Regions from separate parts of the Mus musculus genome. Here region 2 is linked to region 1. The links are chromatin contacts, called in public HiChIP or PLAC-seq maps. All regions are on one chromosome and are shown on one strand. The core of a region is the stretch at or near the end of the contact, and the rest is flanking DNA. Distances in the headings are between cores, read along the strand shown. Region 1 has its middle 69 kb from the start of Smox. Region 2 has its middle 74 kb from the start of Gm30986.

The links. HiChIP or PLAC-seq counts read pairs in DNA pulled down with a chosen protein or histone mark.
Region 2: a FOXA1 HiChIP or PLAC-seq map of pancreatic cancer cells shows a contact between it and region 1. The contact joins two enhancer-like sites. A contact is called at or near these places in 1 of 484 Hi-C or Micro-C datasets (the AML12 cell line) and 1 of 115 datasets of contacts at active chromatin or transcription factors (pancreatic cancer cells).

What each region holds. Positions count from the first base shown.
Region 1 is chr2:131,420,012-131,425,230 of GRCm38.p6, forward strand. No RefSeq gene overlaps it. Among named protein-coding and RNA genes, the nearest start is that of Smox, 69 kb to the right of the region's middle. Within about 2 kb of position 3,265, at least 188 of the 459 cell types and tissues checked have an H3K27ac peak or open chromatin away from gene starts, as enhancers often do. A contact at or near this core is called in pancreatic cancer cells, where this site is marked.
Region 2 is chr2:131,663,792-131,669,010 of GRCm38.p6, forward strand. No RefSeq gene overlaps it. Among named protein-coding and RNA genes, the nearest start is that of Gm30986, 74 kb to the right of the region's middle. Within about 2 kb of position 3,225, at least 4 of the 459 cell types and tissues checked have an H3K27ac peak or open chromatin away from gene starts, as enhancers often do. A contact at or near this core is called in pancreatic cancer cells, where this site is marked.

The DNA of each region.
Region 1 (5,219 bases), core at 2,015-4,514:
ACCCTTAGGCTGGCCATCTCCTCTGCTCTTCTTGGAACTTGAAGAGCTCCTGGAGAAAGAAGTCTGCACTTATTTATTTTTAATTATTTAATTATTTGCTTATTTATTTCTTTACATCCCAAATACTGCCCTCTTTCCGATCCTCCTTTGAAGAGTTCCTCCCCCCTTCCCTTCACCTCTAAGAGGGCAGACCTCCCAACCCTCCCCCCTCCAATCCCCTGGTGCATCAAGTCTCTGCAGTATTAGGTGCATCCTCTCTCACTGAGGCCAGACATGGCAGCCCTCTGCTACATATATGCCAGGGGCCTCAGAACAGCCAGTGTATGTTCTTTGGTTGGTGGATCAGTCTCTGGGAGCTCCTAGGGGTCCAGGTTAGTTGACACTGCTGGTTTTCCTGTGGGGTTGTCATCTCCTTAAGGGCCTTCGGTCCTTCCCCTGCTGGGGTTCAGGAATCGACACTCAAACCAAATACTGATCCTAGTTAATCAAAAATAGTTTATTGAACACACACCATAATATTGGACGTCCAGAACCTCAAAAGGACAGTGGTACTGTACTGGCCAGTTTTGTGTCAACTTGACACAGCTGGAGTTATCACAGAGAAGGGAGCTTCAGTTGAGGAAATGCCTCCATGAGCTCCAGCTGTGGGGCATTTTCTCAATTAGTGATCAAGGGGGAAAGGCCCCTTGTGGGTAGTGCCATCCCTGGGCTGGTAATCTTGATTCTATAAGAGAGCAGGCTGAGCAAGCCAGGGGAAGCAAGCCAGTAAAGAACATCCCTCCATGGCCTCTGCATCAGCTCCTGCTCCCTGACCTGCTTGAGTTCCAGTCCTGACTTCTCTCAGTGATGAATAGCAGTATGGAAGTGTAAGCTGAATAAACCCTTTCCTCCCTAACTGCTTCTTGGTCATGATGTTTGTGCAGGAATAGAAACCCTGACTGAGACAGGTACACTCTGCTCTCAGGGTAGGCTTTTTATAGGAAAACCAGTTCAGAGGCTTAAAGGGCAAGGAGATTAGTTGGCTTCCTAGGCAAAGGTTATTAACCTTTAAGCTGATTGGTTCTAAGTAAGGTAAGGGGGGTGGATGGGTGGTTGAACAGGGGAATTTCAGAACATTGAGATAACAGCATGAGTATTATAATAGTAACTTTTTGGCTTGTTAGTAGCATTCTTCAGTGTCACCCATAAAAAACCACATTGAGTTCCTATGTAAGTTCAGGAAGAGCTGCCTGGGGGTCAGCTCTGACTTAAGATATTTTAGACATAACAGTTCATATTGACCATTAATTTGTTGGGTCCTACCCTGTCCAACACACACACACACACACACACACACACACACACACACTCCAATATCTCCTACATCACCAAGTCAATTTGGTTTCACCTGAAAGAACACTCTCCACACTGCTAGCGCCTTGTCCCACGTGCTCCATTGGGTCTGTCAACAGCAAAGCCTGGCTGGCGGAGATTTTAGCTGGAAGGACATTCCTGTTGTAACAGTGTTCTTTAAGTTAATGCAAATCAAAGCCAATGAGATTTCATCTTACCTCAGAATGGCTATTACCAAGAAAACAAAGGACCACAAACGCTGGGAATGATGGGAGTTGGGGAAGTGATTCTTATATGTAGTTGGTGGGTCTGCAGATTAGACCCCATATATAGAAATTAGAAGTTCCTCAAAACAAAACAGACTGGACTATTTATATGATCCAGTTCTACCATTTCTGGGTGTGTACCCAAAAGACTCAAACTCAGTTTGCCATATAGACACCTGCACACTAGTGCTTGTGAGATATTATTCACAATACAAGGTTATGGCATCAACCTGGGAAATGTGGTGTATATACACTGTGAATTCTACTCAGCAATAAAGAAGAACAAGACAACACCAGTGAGGTGGCTCAGCAGGTAAGAGCCCTTGCCAGGGAAGCCTGTCAGATGGAGTCTATGCCTGGATGGCATGGTGGAAGGACAGAAGACATCAAAGTTGTCTTCTGACTTCCTCATCACATCTCTCTCTCTCTCTCTCTCTCTCTCTCTCTCACACACACACACACACACAGAGTAATAATAATACAAAAAAGGACAAAAATAATTTCAAGAAAATGGATGGAACTTGTTCTTCATATTATGTGAAAACCAGACTCAGAAAGATACATGGCATGCTTACTCTCTAACAGGAGACTCAGCAGGGGGAAGGAAGGAAGAAAGAGGTGGGACCATCAAGGGCGTGAGTGAAGGGAGGGGACATGGTAAGAAAGGGTAACAAGAGCCTATCTTCAAAGTGCCTTATGTGCGTGTGTAAAAAAAAGTCACATAAAGTCTATTGCTTTGTACAATTACTATCCATTAGTTTAAAAAAGGAGGAATCACAATCCCTTTTTGGTCGAAGTGATAAGATGGTGAGAATGTGTCCTTTGCATTTTCGCAAAACTGTAAAAAGAAAGTCTAGGTCTCTGGGGGAAAAGAAATCAGTCAATAATCAAAGCAAGGCAGTGTCAAAACACTTGTGATGTCAGCTTCCAGGAAGCTGAGGCAAGAGGTCTGTGAGTTCTAGGCTACATAGCAAGCCTGGGCTATTGGGATACACTGTTGGGATACCTTTGTGTGTTTCTGGATTCTATTAATTCTGCAGAGGCAGAGAGCTAAATACTAGCTGCAGCTTGGTGTTATTACTTCTATGGCCCCTCACCGGTCTTATATTTTGTAAGTAGTTGTTATTCCTCACTGGCCTAAGGCAATCTAGAATTGTATCTGCTTGGCTGTAATAAAAATCTGACGGCTAATAACTGGGCAGGAAGTGGAGGGTGGGTCTTCTGGGCAGAGAGAGGGACGCTGGGAGAAGAAATGAGACTCAGGAGATTCTCCAGCAAACTTGGAGGTGGACTTTTGTCAGGCGAGATTAGCATCTGAGCAGACCCTATAATCACAAACGTTCTCAATAGGTCCACTAGGAGTCAGTAGAGACTTCCTCTCCGGTTACTCTCACTTGGGTTCCCAGATGTGGGCGGGGTTGGAGGACTAAGGTGACTGAGGAGAAAGGGGGCCCTGGAATATATCAAAGGGTACCCTCATCTTTGCAAGCAAGAGTTTGTCGGCCCAAGGAACCAAAAAGAACGTGGAATGGAGAGAGTGAAGGGAGAAGCAACCGGGTGAGGCTGGAGGAGCAGGAAGGCAGCAGACAGTGGAGGACTGGAGGGGCGGGGCTCGGACCTTAAGCGCAATGCCGGCACTCTCGGGGTGTTCAGGGTCACAGTCAAATGCTGTGGTCAAAGATTTCTAATTGTAAGGTGCAGCTTGGAAGCAGAAAGTTCACATTTGGGAGCCGGAGTGAGCATAATCAGAAAGGAGGCTCTACTGCCTCCTAGTGGACATTTTGAGATCATTGGTGATTTTGCATTTTTTTTATCTTGCTATGAAATAATAGGGGGAGCCCTATTATTTCATAGCAGAGACTAGTTTTGATGACCTGTGTTCTTTTTGTTTATTTTTTCATTTACCACAATTTTAAGTTATATTGTTCATATGTTTCTTCTATATCTCCCTGCAATATGTTCTCTCTTCATATAGTTCTGTCTGAAGTGGCTTCCAAAAAAAGTTCTTGAGTTAAATGCCTGGCTCTAAAAGCACAAAACCTTTGGGAGACTGGACCTAGGTGAAGGAAACTAGGTCACCGGGGACATGACCTCATAGGGGGTTATTAAGACTCAGACTTGCTATTTCCTGGATGCCATGTAAGGAGCAGGCCTCCTTTATGACGCTCTCCTGCTGTGATACAAGGATCTGACTCACCCACCCCAACAGAGTTAAGCAACCCTGAACTGAAATTGCTGAAGTCACGCAACAAACCAACCAAAAAACCGCTTTCTTCCTTCCGCGTGATTTATTCCAGGTATTGGTTATTGAAACAGAGAACTGACTGACAAACTTGCTAAAGGCAATATTCATAGTTGTAAACCCTGACGTATAAAGAGTTATTCTTCTAAACGGTATGCGTCAGTTAGGAGAATGGTTAGCTGCAGGCAACAAAAACATCTGATGGGAAATGTAAATGAGGAAAATACCTAAAAAAAAAAAAAAAAAAAAACCAAAAAAACCAAAAAACCAAAAAAACCAAAAACCAAAAAAACATCTGATGAGATGGCATTGAAAAACGTAAGTTTTTTTTTTTTCTCTTTTTGCTACCTGAAGAAATCCAGCTGTTAAAAATTGCCAGCCTGGTGTGGTTTTACGGTGGCAGTGGCATCAGGCACCCAGGCTGTCTCTATTTCTGCTTCATTATCCTGCCATGTTGATGTTGTCCCCACATGTGTTATCTCATGGCTGTAGCATCACTAGTCCAGATCCAGGCATCATGTCCAAGGGAGAACTGGAGGAATGAACAAGGGTGGTGCCAATCTCGTCTTCTATAGAAGAAAGAAGTATCCCAGGAGCGGCTGCACACATTGCTCCTGTGCCACTGCACACATTGACCTGTGCCTCGTCCAGAATTGTGTCCGAGGTTTTGGCTTCAAAGGAAGTTGGGAAAAAGTCCTTGTTTAAAGAAAACAATAAACATGAGTTGGTTTACTTTTTATTTTATGTGTATGAGTGTGTATTTTGCCAGTACTAAGTAAGTACACTGAATATGTGCCTGATGCTCTTAGAAGCCAGGAGGGAGCACTGGAGTTATAAGCTGCCTTGTGGATGAGAATGTGAAGACCTGAACCTGGGTCTTCTTCCAGAGCAGCTGCTGTGACTAGCTTAACTACAGAAGCCCCTCCCCAAACAGGGAAATTAGGTCTGCTCAGGAGTCAAAAGTTTTGGCCTCTGGAGAGGTTGGGGCTAAAAGATTAGAGGCTCATCATGTGCTAGGAATCTGGGAGAGAGGGTGCCGTTACCAGAGATATGAAAACCATACAGACCACCATACAGAGGGCTGCTAGGGTCCTGTCCATCACGGACTTCGTGAGAACCCCGATGTTGGTACATCACTGATGCTGAAGGTGCGATCTGACAGATTTGAGTCTGTGAGTCCTGGGGGACTGCGAATCACCAACATTTTTATATTAGTAATGACACAGGCCTCATAGGCTATAGACAAATAGACAATGACGTGCTATTGCTGGAATATCAAGAGCCATCCTGTCTTGACTACAGCTGTCTTCATCATATTTAACATTGAGTTTAGGAGTGAGATCCCTCGGGCAAAAAGGAATCAGTAGTTAGATACTTTG
Region 2 (5,219 bases), core at 1,975-4,474, 240 kb after region 1:
ACAAAATTACTGAGATTAAATCAGCTTACGAAGAGGAAGGGTTTATTTAGTCTCACACTTTTGGAGCTTTCTTCTTATGGTCAGAGGGTCCCTTTGCTTTTGCACTAGTTGGGAGCTAGGATATTATAGTGAGAACACCTCCTGGAGAAAATGGTTCTCATAGTGACCAGCAGTGAAAGAGGAAGAGAAAGGGGTTGGAGTCTCCCTCCTTCAAAGGAATGTCCCAAGTAGTCTAACTTACTCTGCTAGACCTAATGACTTAAAGGCTCCACCATTTCCCAATAGCATCATATGCTGGAAACGAAGCTTAAACATCCAAACATTTAATGTTATCTAAGCCATAGCAACAAGTAATGGGATACCCCAAATTCCTTTAGGGAAAAAAATAAATAAATTTTATTTATTTAAATAAATTTACATCATGATTCATAGCAGTAGCTCATAGCCCTTGGATGGCAGGCTCCCTGACCTGCATTTTTCAATAGGGTGGGGACTGGCAGGTAGACCCACCCTAATGATCTTTTGCCTACTGGAGACCTGCAGAATCCTCCCATATGCATTTTGAGACTCAGTTATTGTGCCACAGTCTCCATAGCCCTTGCTTGAATGAAAGTAATAAGTGAACCTGGGGCACTCACTGGGACTGAACCCAGAAGCTTACACATATTGCCTAAGTGTTCTAAGACTGATCTACACCCCGAACCTCACAAGTCATTCCATTGTAGTGTAGACCTTCTCTTCCACCCTGCCCAAATCACTGTTTCTGTAGGCGGTGCCTGGGGTCTGGGGCTAATAAACCTTCTGGTTACTTGTGCATGTCTGAAAAGCATGGTAAAACCAACTTTGTCCCGACCACACTTTGGAAGTGGCTGAAGCTGAGAGAGCAGCTGGTGATGATGCTGAGAAGCAGATAATTATACTCAGGATCTCAGTAGAAGCCATCAACTCTCCCCACTGCTGCTCTCTGTGGCTCAACTCCCAGCTTAGAGCAGAGCTGTGGGTGGCCACTCTGGCTCTGTCGAAATGCAGTCGCTCTAAACCTGCCTTGTACTGTCTACATCCACCTCCCTTCCCTCCTCAAAAGCTTCTGCAAAAGAGACTATTTAAAGAAAGAGTGCACAGAGCAGGGGGTCCAGAAATGGAGGTGGGAGGTAGATGAGAAAGAGTGTGTGCTGCTTTAGAAACCAGTGTGCTCAAATCCTAAGGTACTGGCTGTCAATGATGACAGACTCTGGGCTTATGAGTTATGTGCCAAGGATTTTTAGGACCAACCCTTTGTTCTAGTATCTGTCTCCATGTGACCCTGTGACTATTCTAGAGGCTAGGGATTCATTTCCCACAGCCCTGGGATGGCAGGATCCCTGAGTTGTATTTTTCATGAGGGTGGGGACTGGCGGGTAGTCCCAGGCAGTTTTTCTTGTCCATTGTTCAGGTGCATTTGTTATGAGAGTGATGTCTACTTGTAAAAGATCCCAGGGATTCTACCACAGTTTAACCTGAGGACCTGATGAGCTGACTTACAGTGCATGAATTTGGCATTGCCTGTTAGGGGATGGGGGAGCCCAAAGCAGGGGAGGGGGTAAATGATTCCTCTGTCTGCCTCTTTTCTGATGGAATACCTGCAGTGCACAGGCCCATTCCTGATGGGCTCTTGTGAGCCAATCTGAGGAAGAAGATGGCCATTTTGCTGAGCTGCACAGCTGTGCTCCCTGTCCAGGTGTGGCCATAGCAAATTATGCCCCTGTATTACCCTGGGACTCAAAACTGGCAGTGTCTGAGACTCTGATGGTGTCTCTGAGACACAGGCTGAATAGAAATAGACTGACTGCTGATGGAGACACAAGGAGCTCCATGTCAGGTTCTGTCCCTGTGTGGTGGTTTGAATATGTTTGGCCCACGGAGTGGCACTATTAGGGGGTGTGGTTTGTTGGAGTAGGTGTGGTCTTGTTAGAGGAAGTGTAGAGGGCTTTAAGACTCTCATCCTAGATGCCTCGAAGCCAGTCTTTTCCTAGTGACCTTCAGATGAAGATGTAGAACTCTCAGGTACTCCTACACCATGCCTGCCTGGATGCTGCCATGTTCCTGCCTTGATGATAATGGACTGAATCCCTAAGTCATCCCAATTAAATGTTGTCCTTATAAGAGGGTTTTTTTTTGTTTTGTTTTGTTTTGTTGTTGTTGTTGTTTTTTTTGTTGTTGTTGTTGTTGTTGTTTTTTTTTTTGTCATGGTGTCTGTTCACAGCAGTAAAACCCTAAGACACCTTGAACAAATTTTGGGTTGGTCATCACCCCAAGGGATGTACAAACTATTAAAAGCAGGCATGAGCAGTGCTTGCCCAGATGAACAGAACCTGTAAGGTATTCTGAACTCAGAACAAGGCACCGTGAGTCAGGCCTTATTGATTCTCTGCTAGCCACCAACTTAGTATTGATTGATGTCTTTCTCTTGGTTTCCCTTTGATCAAAATGACAACTATTAAGTAGTTTCTGAGATAATTATAATGTTGCTATAAAGCTGCATTAAAGTTCTGTTCAGAACTGTGGCCAAAAGATACAAGCTCTTTGACAAGATGGATTCTGGAAAGACAGGGTGGAAAGCAGTTAGTGAAAGGCAGGAGAGCTGTGGTGTGGCCTACAATATCCCAGACACGGGGCTGGTGGGAAGAGGGAGACAGAAGTGTCCACCTACTTATGGCTTTATGTTTGTGTCAAGATGCAATGAAGGGGAGCCCATGTCCTACCCAAGGTTATCTGCAAGTGGTTACAAAATGCAGCTTTCTGTCAATTGAGTTGTGACTTCCAAATGCCCTTCCAGGATCTCTGGAGCTCATAGCCCTTGGAAGGCAGGTTCCCTGACCTGCACTTTTCAATAGGGCGGGGACTGGCAGATAGACCCACCCTAATGATCTTTTGCCTACTGGAGACCTGCAGAATCCTCCCATATGCATTTTGAGATTCAGTTATCGTGCCACAGTCTCCATAGCCCTTGCTTGAATGAAAGTAATAAGTGAACCTGGGGCACTCACTGGGGGAGGGCAGGAGGCACAGAAGCTGTTGGCCCCACTTTTGGGGGGCACCTGAAATGCTCATGTGGCATGAAACAGCTTTATAACTGTGAATTCTTCCTTTTGGATCGACATTTCTTTTTGAAACTTAGGATTTGATAACAGCTGAAAAAAAAAAAAAAACACCTAAAGAAGTTACAAAGAAGTTGAGACAGTGGCCTTTGTGTGACTCACTGCCCACATATTGCCACAACCCACTGCACCGAGGAAACAATTATATCCTATATAGGGCAAGAAAATCGTGGCTTTATTTTTTTTCCCCTCTGCTTTCAAGTAACTAAAATATCTTCCTTTTTATAAGTGAGCCCAGGTGCCATCTGTCTGTTCTTAGGGGGAACTATCCACACTCAGGTTAGCTGCTTCCTGAATCCTTTCCTTTTTAAAATCACCACAAGAGGAGACTGTAGATATTTTATTACCTAACTGAGTCTCCCAAATGTTCTTAAAACTGTCACAAGCATAGGAATTGAGAAGAAGGGAAAATGGAGGAGACAAAGGTTCCAGCAACAGAGGGATGAGAAAGAGCGGAGAGGCCAGAGAAGACTTCTTAAGTCCACAGGACCTGGAGAGTTCCACATCAAGGAATGGCAGGGCTTCCCCCTCAAAGAGCTAAAGGAGGCTGAGGGTAAACCACCAGAAACCTGGTGTGTGGGCAGATGAAACCAGGAGATTTATGTCTACTCTTAGTTTTAAATTTTATTTTTGGGTCACATGCAATGATTACCCATGTTTAATACAATTATTAGCCATGTTTATGGGAAGCGCTGTGATATTTTGGCACATGTGTATATTGTGAAGATGATCAAATCAAGCAGTCATCCTTACTTTAGGCATCCATAACTTCTCAATGATAAGACCTTCAAGGCTCTGCCTTCTGGCTTCTTGAAGATATCATTGACATTTAATTTTCTTTAATCTGTTGCTTTGTTTGCCTGTAAGTGCTTGCTAGAGTTTGCTACAGGAATGGACCTTTGTTTGGAGCTGCGGAGAGGTGGGTAACCCTCTAGGTTAGTGTCTCTCAGCCTTCCTAATGCTGTGATCCTTTAATATAGTTCCCCATGTTGTGGTGACCTCAAACCACAAAATTATTTCATTGCTACTGTAACTGTAATTTTGCTACTGCTATGAATCATGATGTAAATATCTGATGTTTTCTGTTTAGGTGCCACCTGTGAAAGGGTCATGTGACCCCTAAAGGGGCTGCAGCTCACAGGTTGAGGCCACTGTTCTAGGAGGCGAAGCATGTGAGGAAGTTTGTAGGTCAGCAGGTGCACCCCTGAAGGTGACTTAGGATGTAAAGGCAGAAAACTGGGGAGATGAGAAGGCGAGGCAGTCTCTTAGCTTGGAGTCTGGTGGAAGCTTCTCACCAGCAGTGAAGTGGAGGTCTCTCTGCCTTCCTAGGCATAAACATGCACTTTTCTAGGAACCACCCGAAATGCCAGTTAGAGTGAAAGGTGAGACTCATGGCTTTTGGTTGTTACTTGGTCAGATTATAATTCTATGGGAGGCACCTCTGGAGTCATCCCACAATCTCACCTATCAAAAGAGAGGGGGAGAGTTTCTTAGCAACCTGCTGAGCTATAACTTGAGAGCCACTAAAATGGTATATGTGGCTAATGCTCTGTAAACTATTAATTGTGATTCTCATTTGAGCAGCTCAGACACACACTTGGTGTGTCTCATTCTCTGCAACCCTCCTTTCCCAAGTCTATGCCCATACTTGGGCCTACCTAATTCTCTGTGAGGCTATGAGGAGACCACGTTGATGCTCTGGGGTACCCCTTTTCTTGACTTGCATGCCTTTCTCTCTCTCACTATCATTAACATCTCATACATCTTCGATCTGCTTTCTTGTACCTGGTGGTCCTGAAATTCTTTTCAGTGTCAGATCCATGAATCTGGCTCTGGCCTGAACTGAGATCTCTGAAGGTGTTAAAGGGATTTCTCTGTCTGCCAGGGGCGGTGGCCTGCAGCTGTGTCTCTGTCCTCATGTCTCTGTGGATAGTGTGGCCTCACTCCCCCTTTTCTCATCTGCTTCCAGACCACGGGAAAATGTTTTTGTTCTGCCACACATTGTGCCAAAGCCATAGGGCCATTAATCATGGGCAACCCCCCTAAAATGGTGCTGAAAACAAGCCCTTCAGTAAGGGGATT